Linked DNA regions of Mus musculus: all the other regions are linked to region 3. The links are chromatin contacts, called in public Hi-C and promoter capture Hi-C maps. All regions are on one chromosome and are shown on one strand. The core of a region is the stretch at or near the end of the contact, and the rest is flanking DNA. Distances in the headings are between cores, read along the strand shown.

Region 1 (3,748 bases), core at 204-2,703, 2.7 Mb after region 3:
TCAATCTTCTATAGTTTGCTGAGACACCGTGAGGATGAAGAAGGGTTGATGAACATGAAAGTAACTCCAACATTGGAAATCTCCATCCAAGTTTGACAGTGGCTCAGGAGATCTGGCTTCAAAGCCCTCCTAAAAAGCATCTAACAAGCCTGAGGCTTTCTTCAAAGTCAGGAAATCAGTAATCTATCCCAAGGAGTTACCTGTTACACACACACACACACACACACACACACACACACACACGCACACACACACACACAATCAACACCAAGCTGTCAGGGTGAAAAAACTCTGGGAAACCACAGGCTTTGCAGGCACACTCAATATTAACTTCAGGGGAAAAGGCACTGAGGTGCTGATCAGAACAATGTTCTACTCCACACAGCCACAGTTGGCTAACAACATCCCACCCACACCAGTCTCAGGGAGCTACTGGGAGGCCATACACACTAGGGGAGGTGAGACAGGTAGTATAATAGAACCCAAGACAATCCTGAAGAGACAACCCTGTTGGGTCTTCCAAGTTCTCTGCTCCCCTCTCCTCGTTTATAAATGAAGAAATTGAGGCTTGAAAAGGTAGCCACTAACTAAGCTCAAGAGGTAGTACCCTATTTTCTATAGATGTTAGGGAGAAGAGGAAACTGTCACAAGTAAGGACAGACTACAAAGTGGGATCTTTCACCATTTCTGAAACCAAGGAGACCAGGTTATCTCTCTCCTTTGGGGGACCAAAGGTGTCCGACTCCACTCCTCTGAGAGACGGGGAACCAAGGCACCTCTCAGTTTGGGAAATTAATGTAGTCAGTACCACTCTCAATCTGGGAGACCAAGAGTCAGGGCTTGTGTCCATCTGGGAGACCAAGCAGGTGATAGATCTGAGAACGTAAGGGGTTCAGGGCCCTTTCTATCTGAGGAACTAAGGGAAGTCGGGGTCCCACTCCATCTGGGGACCAATGGGGTAAGGTTTCTTCTGTGTAGAGGAACCCTATTCAGGGCCTCCACCCAGGAGGACCACGGGAGTCAGGATCCCTCTCCATGAAGGAGGCCAGGAGCTTCAGGGCCCGTGGGCATCTGGGGAACCATCAAATTCTGCCTTCCTCCACCCCAGATGTCCGATAGACGAGAGTCGCTGCTCCGGGTGGGTACCCGAAGGTAGGACCCGCGAAGCCCCGGGACGGAAGAGCAACCCGCGAGGGGCCCCGTAAAAGACTGAGGAGTCCGACCCCAGGCTCCACTGCCCCAGCCAGGCTCTGGCCCAGAGCACTCACCGGCCCGCGCTGCGTGCTGACGGTGGTCGCCATGGTGCTGCGGCGGCCCTCTGCCTCGCCAACTGCACAGAGACCCGCCGGGAGAGCTCTTCCGCTCCCACCACAAGCTGCGTCGCCGACCGTTGTCCCGCGAGGCAATCGGCTCTTCAGTCAGCTGACAGTCGCCCCGCCCCGCCCCACCCCGGCGTTCCCAAAGCACAGAGCTTGGCAATAGCTGGCCCCGCCCCTTCCGGCTAATCCGCGCACGCGTGTTCCGACCTCAGGGGGAAATGGGTCTCCCGTACACGCCTGCGCAGTGGCTCCCTTCGGGCGCTCAGCAGCCCGTTAAAATGGCTGTCAGACTGTTTGCGCATGCCTAAACCTGAACACTCTCCTGCGGGCAGAAGCCTGCTCACCCAGTCGCATACACCTAGAACAGGGACGCACATCTCAATTCGGTCGAGTTGCCACAGCGTCTAGTCACCTAACTGGAGATAGCTGTGATACCACCGCTTGCAGGTGCGTGATCCGCTTGGAGAAAACTGAGGTTTGGCTGCCTGAGCGAAAAAAAAAACAGATGGCAGTAGAACCAGCTACCCTCAAGCTCTTGAATTACCTCAAAATTCTGTGGGAGGGAGAACATTTATATTTAAATTTTAAAAGAAGAAACCAAGCTGAAGGAGAGACAAGAGTGGGACGGAAAACTTCCACCAGCCTTGGATTTGCTAAATGAATGGAGAGATGAAGATCTGTCCCTAGGAAACCCGGGCCACCCACTCTTGCCTTTTCAGAGCACTCTCTTCAGAAGAATACTTGGCCAGATAGAACCAGGGTAGTTCCTATAAGGAGTTTACCCTATGGTGGTCACCAGTCTGTAGGTCCCCTTTTACTTGTGCGGCAATAGACTTGGTACTGTCTAGGAGTACCAAGAACATTTCCTCACTCACACCATGTTCTCTTGTGTTCCTTTCATCTTTAAGATTACATCTTCCAACTCTAGTGACAGTCTCTACCTTGGCATAACATGGGACTGCATCTGGGCTCTGTTCCTGGACACTGATCTATATCCAGTTCTCACCGGTCTCTAGCTCCTGTTGCCCAAACTGTCATCTCTATGCTGATAAAGCTAAGACACAAAAGACTATCCATTGTGGCAGACAGAGTTTTAAAGAGACCCCTGATCTCTCCTGGTGTCCACATCCCTGCTCAATCCTTTCTTCTTGGTTATAGACAAAACCTGTGACTTGTGTCTAAACATGCAGCAGACAACCTGTTGTATAAAATTATATCTGGATAGCACAATAGGATCCCCTTGTGACTAAGACCACACATATGGCCTCTGATGAATCCCAAATCCTTCAGTACTAAGCAGTTTAAAAAAGACACACACCACCACCAACAACACCAAGGGGGAATTGTTCCCAAGAAAAAACTTTATCTCATAAAATGCTTCAGTACGTTCCTGAAATCAGTTCAAGCCCTGGCACAGTCTGTCAGAGCAGAACCACAGCATTTGTTCTTCCTTGACTTAAAGCTCTCTCATGGTGGGGATCACGTGGCTGGACATAATCTTACTTGTTTCTACTAGATTTGCAGCAGATAGAAACTCTGGTATAGGTGGACTATGATAAAATTCACCTAGGTTACTTTGCAGAAACTTGAAAACTAGCTCTGCTGCTAGTACTGACTCCACTCAGCAGAGAGGTTATGGGTAACAGAAAATGGATGAAAGGCTTAGCATCTCTGTGTTCATCATCTTGTATTTGTCCCCTTTGTTGCCTTCACTCTTGACTCGGATTTGTAGTGCTTTTCTATTGATGGGATAAGACCAAGGTAACTTACAGAAGAGTTTAATTTAGACTTATGGTTTCAGAAGGTTAGAGTCCATGATGGTGGAGCAGAGATAGCAGGTGGCTGGAGCAACCACTGAGAGGCAAGCAGGAGACAGAGACATATTAGGATTGGGATCAGTCTTTTGAAACCTCAAAGTCTTTCCCTAGTGACATACCTCCTCCAACAAGGCCACACCTCCTAACCCTTCTCAAATACACCACTGAGGATCAATTAATCCAATGTGAGCCTATGGGCTCAACTGCCACAAGATGCTACTCAACTCTGTATGGAGACACACAGAAACTCTGAGAAATGTGTTGTTGCTGGGTACAGTGGCACATATCTATAATCCCGATCATTAGGAGGCTGAGATGGGAGCAGGACTGGGAAATTGAGGCCAGCCTGGTCTACAAACCAAAGGGTGAAAAGCAGTTATGTCCAAGACCACAGGGCTAACTTGGACATTGGAGCAGGTATGTGCTTCCTCTTGCCAAGCATAGTGACTTAATTATCTGAGGTTCTATGACCTTTTAAGGCTCAGACCAAATCACAAGGCCAGGATGTTTAAGCAAGACACTGATACCAGTTCTAAACGTAACTTAAAATTTCCTAGATTAAATCAACTAAGTAAATTCGAAGGCCAGAATACTTTTTCACAAGAAGGAAAA
Region 2 (3,462 bases), core at 696-3,195, 2.3 Mb after region 3:
TTATCTGTGCCTTGGGGTCCTCAACCAGGAGCCACAGGGGTGAGGGGTCAGCTTGGGACCAGAGGGGTGTGGCATGCCAACCAGCATTCCACCATTCCCCAGCTGGAACAGCAGCTGCAGGCCCGGGCTGCAGAACAGCTAGAGGCACAGGCCCAGCACATCCAGCTGCAGAGGGCCTATGAGGCCATACGGGCACAGCTGGACCAGGCCCAAGAGCAGCTCAGTCGACTGGAGGGCGAAGCACAGGGTCGGCAGGAGCAAACCCAAAGGTGTGGTGAAGTGCCTGTGGTGAGGGTAGAAGGGTCTGTCCCCCCAACCCACATCTGGATCACAGCCTTCCTGTCCACAGAGATGTGGTTGCTGTCTCCAGGAATATGCAGAAAGAGAAACTCAGCCTCCTAAGGCAGCTGGAGCTGCTGAGGTGGGTCAGGCCTGCCTGGGCTAATGGGAAGTGGTTTCAAGTTTCCAGATAGTATTGGCTCCTACCCATGTTGCTGGAAGTCCTTATGTCTGCCCTATAGCCTTCATGCGGCTGGCTCTGTAGTCCTCTTGACTCAGGGAAGGCATCTCCCCCATGCACTTTTTCCTCTAGATCTTAGCCTCCTCGGTCTCCTACCTCTCTTTTCTAGGGAGCTGAATCTGAGGCTTCGAGATGAGAGAGATGCCTGTGAGACCAAGCTGCTGGGCAGTAGCCACAGGAAGGCTCTAGCTATTGCCCACAAGCCCGGACCCATCTACTGCTGCTGCTGCTGTGGCTGGGCTCGGCCCCCCAGACGAGGCTCTGGCCATCTTCCTAGTGCCCGATGACCAGCCCCGAGTGACTCACTTCCCTATCCAGAGGACTGCCCCTAGGAGGGACTGGTCTTGGTGGCGGATACTTGCTAAGTGTGTGGCTCTACCCAGAAGGCATCCCATGCCTGAAGGAGCTAACCTCAGAGTAGTCAAGGCCTTCAGTCCTTCAGTCTTTATCCTGTCTTCCTTTTTTTTGGGGGGGGGGGTTTCGAGACAGGGTTTCTCTGTGTAGCCCTGGCTGTCCTGGAACTCATTCTGTAGACCAGGCTGTCCTCGAACTCAGAAATCCGCCTGCCTCTGCCTCCCGAGTGCTGGGATTAAAGGCGCGTGTGCCACCACGCCCGGCTATCCTGTCTTCCTTAATCTTTGTCTGAAGGACCAATAAAGGCCATTGTATACTGTGTACTCCTTGGCTCTTGTGTGTTTGGGAGCCACGGTGCATTTGTGGTTCATGCTTGGTATCCATGGCACAAGGTGACATGGAGGGGTTTACAGGTGCACATTAACCCCTTCGTTCCTGCAGCTGGGGGTTCCTGTGTGCTTGTGTGTGTTCTGTGATTCTGGATATTCACCAAGCCCTCACCCATTCCTCCCAGCTGAAGCTCCCAGGACTCAGGTTTCAACAGGTGTCCGCTCCCACGCTAGTCCACACGTGGAAGGTCCCGCTCCTCACCTCCGTGGTCAGCTAGCTTTCTGGTCCAGGTCCTTTATCCATCATCCTTTGGCACAGTTCCTAGCCAGACCATATGCCACCCACACTGGGCACCTCTCGCAGGGCCCTCATGTCTCTATGGAATCTTCTGGCACCCTCCACACTGTATCTGGAGTTTCCCCTCTAGCATTTCTTCAGCCGCTAGAACCTGCAGCTTTAGAGTGGTTCTCCCGGCTTAGACTAGAGAAACTGGTCTTGACCTCAGTTCTGGACCTCTGGTGGGCTAGGTGCCACCTTCCCCACCTCTTCGCTCCCCACCTGGGTTCTACCTCTGGTCTAGCTCCTCTGTCTCTGGGCGAGTTGGGGCTTTTGATGACAAACGGGGCACCTTTAAACTAACTTTACAGACCCACAGGTCTCTCTGGCGCGCGCCTTAGCACCAAACCAGTTAGGACTTGCCTGCCCAGGCCGGCCGTGGGCGGGGCTGCGCCCGGGGCGGGGTCGCGCGCAGGGCGTGTCCTCGCAGGCCCCGGGCCGAGCGTTCTCTGTACTCCGAGTGATCGCTCCTACCGTGGCTGCCGGGGCTGGTATTTCAAAGCGTGGTTGGTGAGTGCTCCGTGAAGCATAGCCGGAGGGTGTGGGGAGCAGTGTCCTGAGTTCCTCGCTCACTGGTGTTCCTAGTCTCCAAGCTGGCCTCAGGGACGCCCAGGAGGCAGAGCCTGAGGTAGGACAGGGTTGCAGACTCCTTTCCGGAAGATCGACGCCGGGGCCGGGCAGTTAGAAGGCCGGAGGGGGAGGGGTGAGGGAGAGAGCTTCTGTGGTTCTTGAGCAGGCCTGACGGTCTCTTTCGTGCAGAAACCCAGAAATTTAAAAGTCTGACCACCCTATTCATTGTCCCTGGACACCGGTTCCCTCCCCTGAGACCGCAGGTCCGCCCACTGGCACGGGGCGGGGGAGGGCGGCAGGGGCGGTGGTGACTTCATCTCTGTGACGCGGGGATTCCTCGCCCAGCCCACTTCAGTGTTTAATCGGGTCGGTGGGGCGGGTGCCGAAGGCCCAGGACAGGTCCAGGAGCTAAGTGTAGGGCGGTTGTGTCCAGGCCGCAGGAGCTATTTCTGGCTGGTCCAGGCTCTCACACCGGCACTTTCACAGAGAATTTACATCCAGTCTGCTGATTGTCTCTTGGCTTAGGTTGATGGATGTGTCTAAAAGCCCATAGATTCTGGGCTTTTAGAGCCTGGCCCCGGGGGTTTGCATTGTGGCCAGGCTTCTTTATGTCATTGCCCGCTTTCAGTGAGGCAGCATGCATTTTTGGGTCCCATCTCCAAATAGAGCTCTGAAATCTCTCCCACTTTCCAAAATGGACAGTCGATGCATCCTCCTTCAGTTTGCGGTCGCTGCTGTTTGGTGGGGGAGGGACTGTGATGGATGGGACTGGAAGGTGGGGCACTTGGAGAAGGCATTTGGTCCCTCCCTAGATCAGGCAGGTCAGCCATGTTCTTTGGCCTGCCGCCGTCCAGTAGAAAACAGCAGGCCTGCCTGTTATGCTTCCTTGCAGATCTGGTGGCTCTGAGAACCATTTTGACCACTGCTTAAGCTTCTGTAGTTGGAGTGGCAAGATCCCACCTGCTAGGTGAAGGGCAGAGAGTGACTTTTGACCTGTACCTGCTGGTCCTGACTTGAGAGGTGAGAGCTGGTGCCTGGGCAGAGCCTCAAGGCCCCTGGCTAACAGTTCTGCTTAGGTGTGTGTCTGGGAATCTGACCTGCGTCAGCCGAGGTCTGTACACTGTCCTCAGTCAGACAATAGTGTGTCTAGGGCAGGGTGTGACTAGGGGACTCCTGGAGGAGTGGCACATTCACATATGTGGAACTGGGACCTCCCCCTACAGTCGGGAGGAGAGCTGGTTGTACAGGCTCCACCTACCGGCATCTTATTGTCTCTGCCCTGGCTGGTAGTAGAGTCAGCTCAGAGTCCTCACAAACTGTCCCTTAGGGTGGCCTGAGCTCTCTGCCATATC
Region 3 (3,539 bases), core at 300-2,799:
ATGAAGCAGTGGGCTGAGATGCTGCTAGGCTGGAGTACCCAGTGGCTCCCCGAGGTGCCTATGGACACCAGTTCCCAGCACATGACCATTACACCAAGCATCTCATTTTGCCAATCAAATGTGTATAAATTAATGTCTAATTTTGGATATAATTCTATTTTCCTAGTAGCAGGAAAGGTGGAGCATGTGTACTTGTGTGCGTGTGCATGTGTGTGTGTACATATCTGCACACATATGTGGGTGGGTATATGTACATATGTAGAGGTTGAATGTCAACTATGGGTGTTGTTCCTAAGGAGCTGTTAACTTGTTTGTTTTGTTTTTTGACACAGGGTCTCACTGGCTTAGAGCTCCACAGTGGTTGAGGCTGGTTGGCCGGTGAGCCCTCAGAATCCGCTTGCCTGTCTCCAAGAACAGGAATTATAGGCATACACTGCTGCACCTGAACTTTTTAAATGGATTCTGGTGATCCCATGAGTACGTGGCAAGCATTCCACTGAGAGCCACCAGAAAGGGGCCTCTCTGATGGCCTGTGTGGCCAGGCAGGAATGCCCTGCCTGCTCTGTATCCTAACGCTCCTCACAGCACCTCTTGACCCCAAGCTTTAGCAACCTGTAACCAATGGAACACTCGGGGGGATTCCAGCTGCCAGCCGCCATCTCTGCAGTGTTGAAGGGACATCAGGAGACATTTGATCAGAGGGCTACTGGGCTCCCACAACTCTTGAGTTTCCTAGGTTTTCTTGTTTTCTTGTTTGGGGATATTTTCTTACAACTTACTCCCATCTCACTTTCAGTCCTAAAGAATATATTAGTAAATGAATTGAAAATTCTATTCTATTATTTAAATTTATTATTGCATTCATATAGGGGATACCACAGGACAACTCTGTGGAATTGGTTCTCCCCTACCTAGGTTCTAAGCATTAACTCATCTTGCTGGCCTGAGTAAACAAAATTTGCTGTTGTTTTGGATCTAGACTTCCACTTTGGTCCCATCTTATACTTTCAGTTCCATCCTGCTTTGCTACTTCAAAAATGTTTAGCAAGATTATATCACTGAGCACGTTAGCTAAGGGCATAATTCAATGTCCAGGCCAGTTCATTTCCGATAGTTTCCCTTAGAATTGATGACGTGTCATGTTGCTCTGTGTGTGACACATTACTCACTAAAAACGGTGGAAATTGCTAAGATCTCAACTTCTGGCCCCCAGAAAGGAGTGACCCATATCACTTCATTGGTCAGGATCCTCTAGAATCCGCAGCGGGCCTTCTATCCCCACCAGATCTGATACTAAGGCAGTTTACCACGTTCCCGTAATTTCTCTTTTCGGGAGGGATCCTTTTTCTCTAAAGGTTTAGGGTCTATGGACTTGGTTGACCTGCCTCCCAGAATACCCTGCTCTGCAGGTTTCTAAATGGAAAAGGACAGCCTCCAAGTTTCCACACTAGGAGAGTCTGTGCAGATCCAGGCCCCAGGACAAAAGGGCCAGCAAACCCGGCACCAGCCTGGGAAGCCGAGAGCGCAGCACTGCGGCAGCTGCTTCTGCGCAGGCGCGGAGGGCAGCGGTCAGTTCCAGAGGCCTGAGGCCCGAGGGTCCATGGCCCTGGAAGACGGTCTGGTCAGCAGAAGCATCACTCGACCTCCTTCGGGTCCCCAAGCCCTCCCCGAATCCACCAGCCCATCCTCTCGAAGTTTCTTTCTGGCCTTGTCGCCCACCTCCAGCATAAGAGGCGGTAAGCGCACGCGCACCGAAGCTATCCCAAGCCAGACCTGCGACTTGATGCCTTCCGGCCTCCGTACCGCAGCAGCGTCTCCATGGCGACCTGGTAAACCGCGCAGCTCGCTGGTTTGTTAGGTGGTGCCTGAGCCTCTCGGAGGCGGGGCAGCCGACGTGTCAGGGCGGAGTCGCAGGTGGGCGGGGAAGAGCAACGGGGCTGGAGGGTGGGATAGCTGTTACGTCAGTCACCGCTAGCCGGCTGCACTGGATGGGACCCGGCCACCAGGTTGTGGGGCGGGGTCACAGTCTGGCGGGCGGGAGTAGACGCTGGGTTGGGTTGAGGAGACCGCCACAGACTCACAGAGCAGTGAGTCTGGTCTGCTGGGGGTCCTGTGAACGTCAGCCTTTGATGGCGCGGTGGTGGGAGAGAACTATGACTAGATCCCCTACCCTTTTACAGTGGCCGCACCTGGGAAGATGGGATTGAGGTCCAAAAGTCGAGTTCCCCTACCAGCCCAGTCTGGAAACAGCATCACTAGTCCCCTGCCTCCCTCTTGTCCACACATTTTCCTTACAATGTAATTTGATGGAGGCAGAATCTTTCCTCCTAATTCCAAGGTGTAGAAAAAAAATACAATAAGCCGTAGACTATGCAAAGGCTTGGAGACCTTAGGGAGACCCATTACCCAGCTTGGGGGGGGGGGTGGCATATCTCCTGCCAACGCAGACCTAGGTTCCCCATGAATTGTACACCTTTAAGACCAGCTCCTTAACTGAAAAGTCACCCGCTCCTTAAAGGAGAGTGAAACTAGGAAAGTGTGCCAGCATTTGGCAGATCTTTCAGCCATCCTCTTTGCTTGGATGGTTTTGCAAGTAATACCCTGGCTAAGCAACAGGATTATTGAACTAAGATGCAAGATTGTCATTGCCCAGGTTTTTCCCTAGTGCCCACCTAGATACCTCTTTGGTCTGGTCTGGGCCAGTGTGGGAGGCAGGGGTTGGCTTCCTGACTTCAGAGTCTTGGATACAAGAAGCAGAGGAATTTCCAGGGTGGAAATAGGAAACTGTCTTATCTCTTCCCATCTTACAGGTGTTTTGCAAACTTGAAAAGTCCCCCGGTGTTTTCATCCTGGATGCTTGTTTCCACTGGTATCTTCCAGTTAGACTGTAGTCAGGTGGCTGTTTGCTTGTCATCTAAGCACTTTGGAGGTGCATACAGGAAGATCAGGAGTTAGAAGTTCACCACAGTGAGTTGGAGGCCAGCCCAGACTACTTGAGCCCCCCTTCTCGAATCATAATTGTCATTCTCTTCTTCAAACTTTGTGGTACAGCGTGAGGAGCAAAGAATATAACCAGTACCTCCTTATGTCCCAGCATTTACAAGTTTAAAGCTAAATTCATAGTACTGTTGCTTTTTCAGCAACTCGAGTCCATCCCCCCTCCCCCCACCCCCCCACCCCCGTGTGACTTCTGGTTGCTAAGACACACACACCACCCCCACCCCCCTTGTTTCCAGGTGACTCCATACCAAGAAGGATGAGCAGTGGCCACTGGAGCGCATCACATGGAGGACACCAGCCCCCAAGCAGTGGCCGAGAAGGCTGCTAAAGACCCCAAGGCTGCTAAAGATCTCAAGGATGATGCTGCTGCCGCCACCAAGAGCTTCCCCGATCACTTTTCCAGAGAGGGTGATGATCAAATGGACTTTGAAGGGGTCATCTTTTCTTCCTCACCAGTTTTAGACCTGAGTCAAAGAGGCCTGCGCCATTTGGGAAAGTTCTTTAAAATTCCCAACCTCCAAGTAAGTCCAGATGCTGGG

The links. Promoter capture Hi-C pulls out the DNA fragments that hold promoters and counts their contacts. A called contact is a pair of places that touch in the nucleus more often than the background predicts.
Region 1: a Hi-C map of CD4 T cells shows a contact between it and region 3, with 3 times the contacts expected there. The contact joins the promoter of Tollip here to the promoter of Lrrc27 in region 3. A contact is called at or near these places in 2 of 484 Hi-C or Micro-C datasets (B cells and CD4 T cells).
Region 2: a promoter capture Hi-C map of cranial neural crest shows a contact between it and region 3. The contact joins the promoter of Cd151 here to the promoter of Lrrc27 in region 3. A contact is called at or near these places in 2 of 39 promoter capture datasets (cranial neural crest and pre-B cells).

Annotation. Positions count from the first base shown.
Region 1 is chr7:141,901,008-141,904,755 of GRCm38.p6, forward strand. Tollip (toll interacting protein) reads right to left here and starts at 1,454. Exons shown (of 6, transcript NM_023764.4): 1 at 1,269-1,454. The coding sequence starts at 1,301.
Region 2 is chr7:141,465,417-141,468,878 of GRCm38.p6, forward strand. Cd151 (CD151 antigen) reads left to right here and starts at 1,946. Exons shown (of 8, transcript NM_001111049.1): 1 at 1,946-2,050; 2 at 3,003-3,130. Cracr2b (calcium release activated channel regulator 2B) reads left to right here. Exons shown (of 10, transcript NM_001025103.2): 8 at 103-269; 9 at 350-421; 10 at 630-1,186. The coding sequence ends at 807. Gm10575 (predicted gene 10575) reads right to left here and starts at 2,355. Exons shown (of 2, transcript NR_152219.1): 1 at 1,466-2,355.
Region 3 is chr7:139,211,439-139,214,977 of GRCm38.p6, forward strand. Lrrc27 (leucine rich repeat containing 27) reads left to right here and starts at 1,550. Exons shown (of 11, transcript NM_027164.1): 1 at 1,550-1,829; 2 at 3,237-3,521. The coding sequence starts at 3,285. It also overlaps a transcript of Stk32c not described here.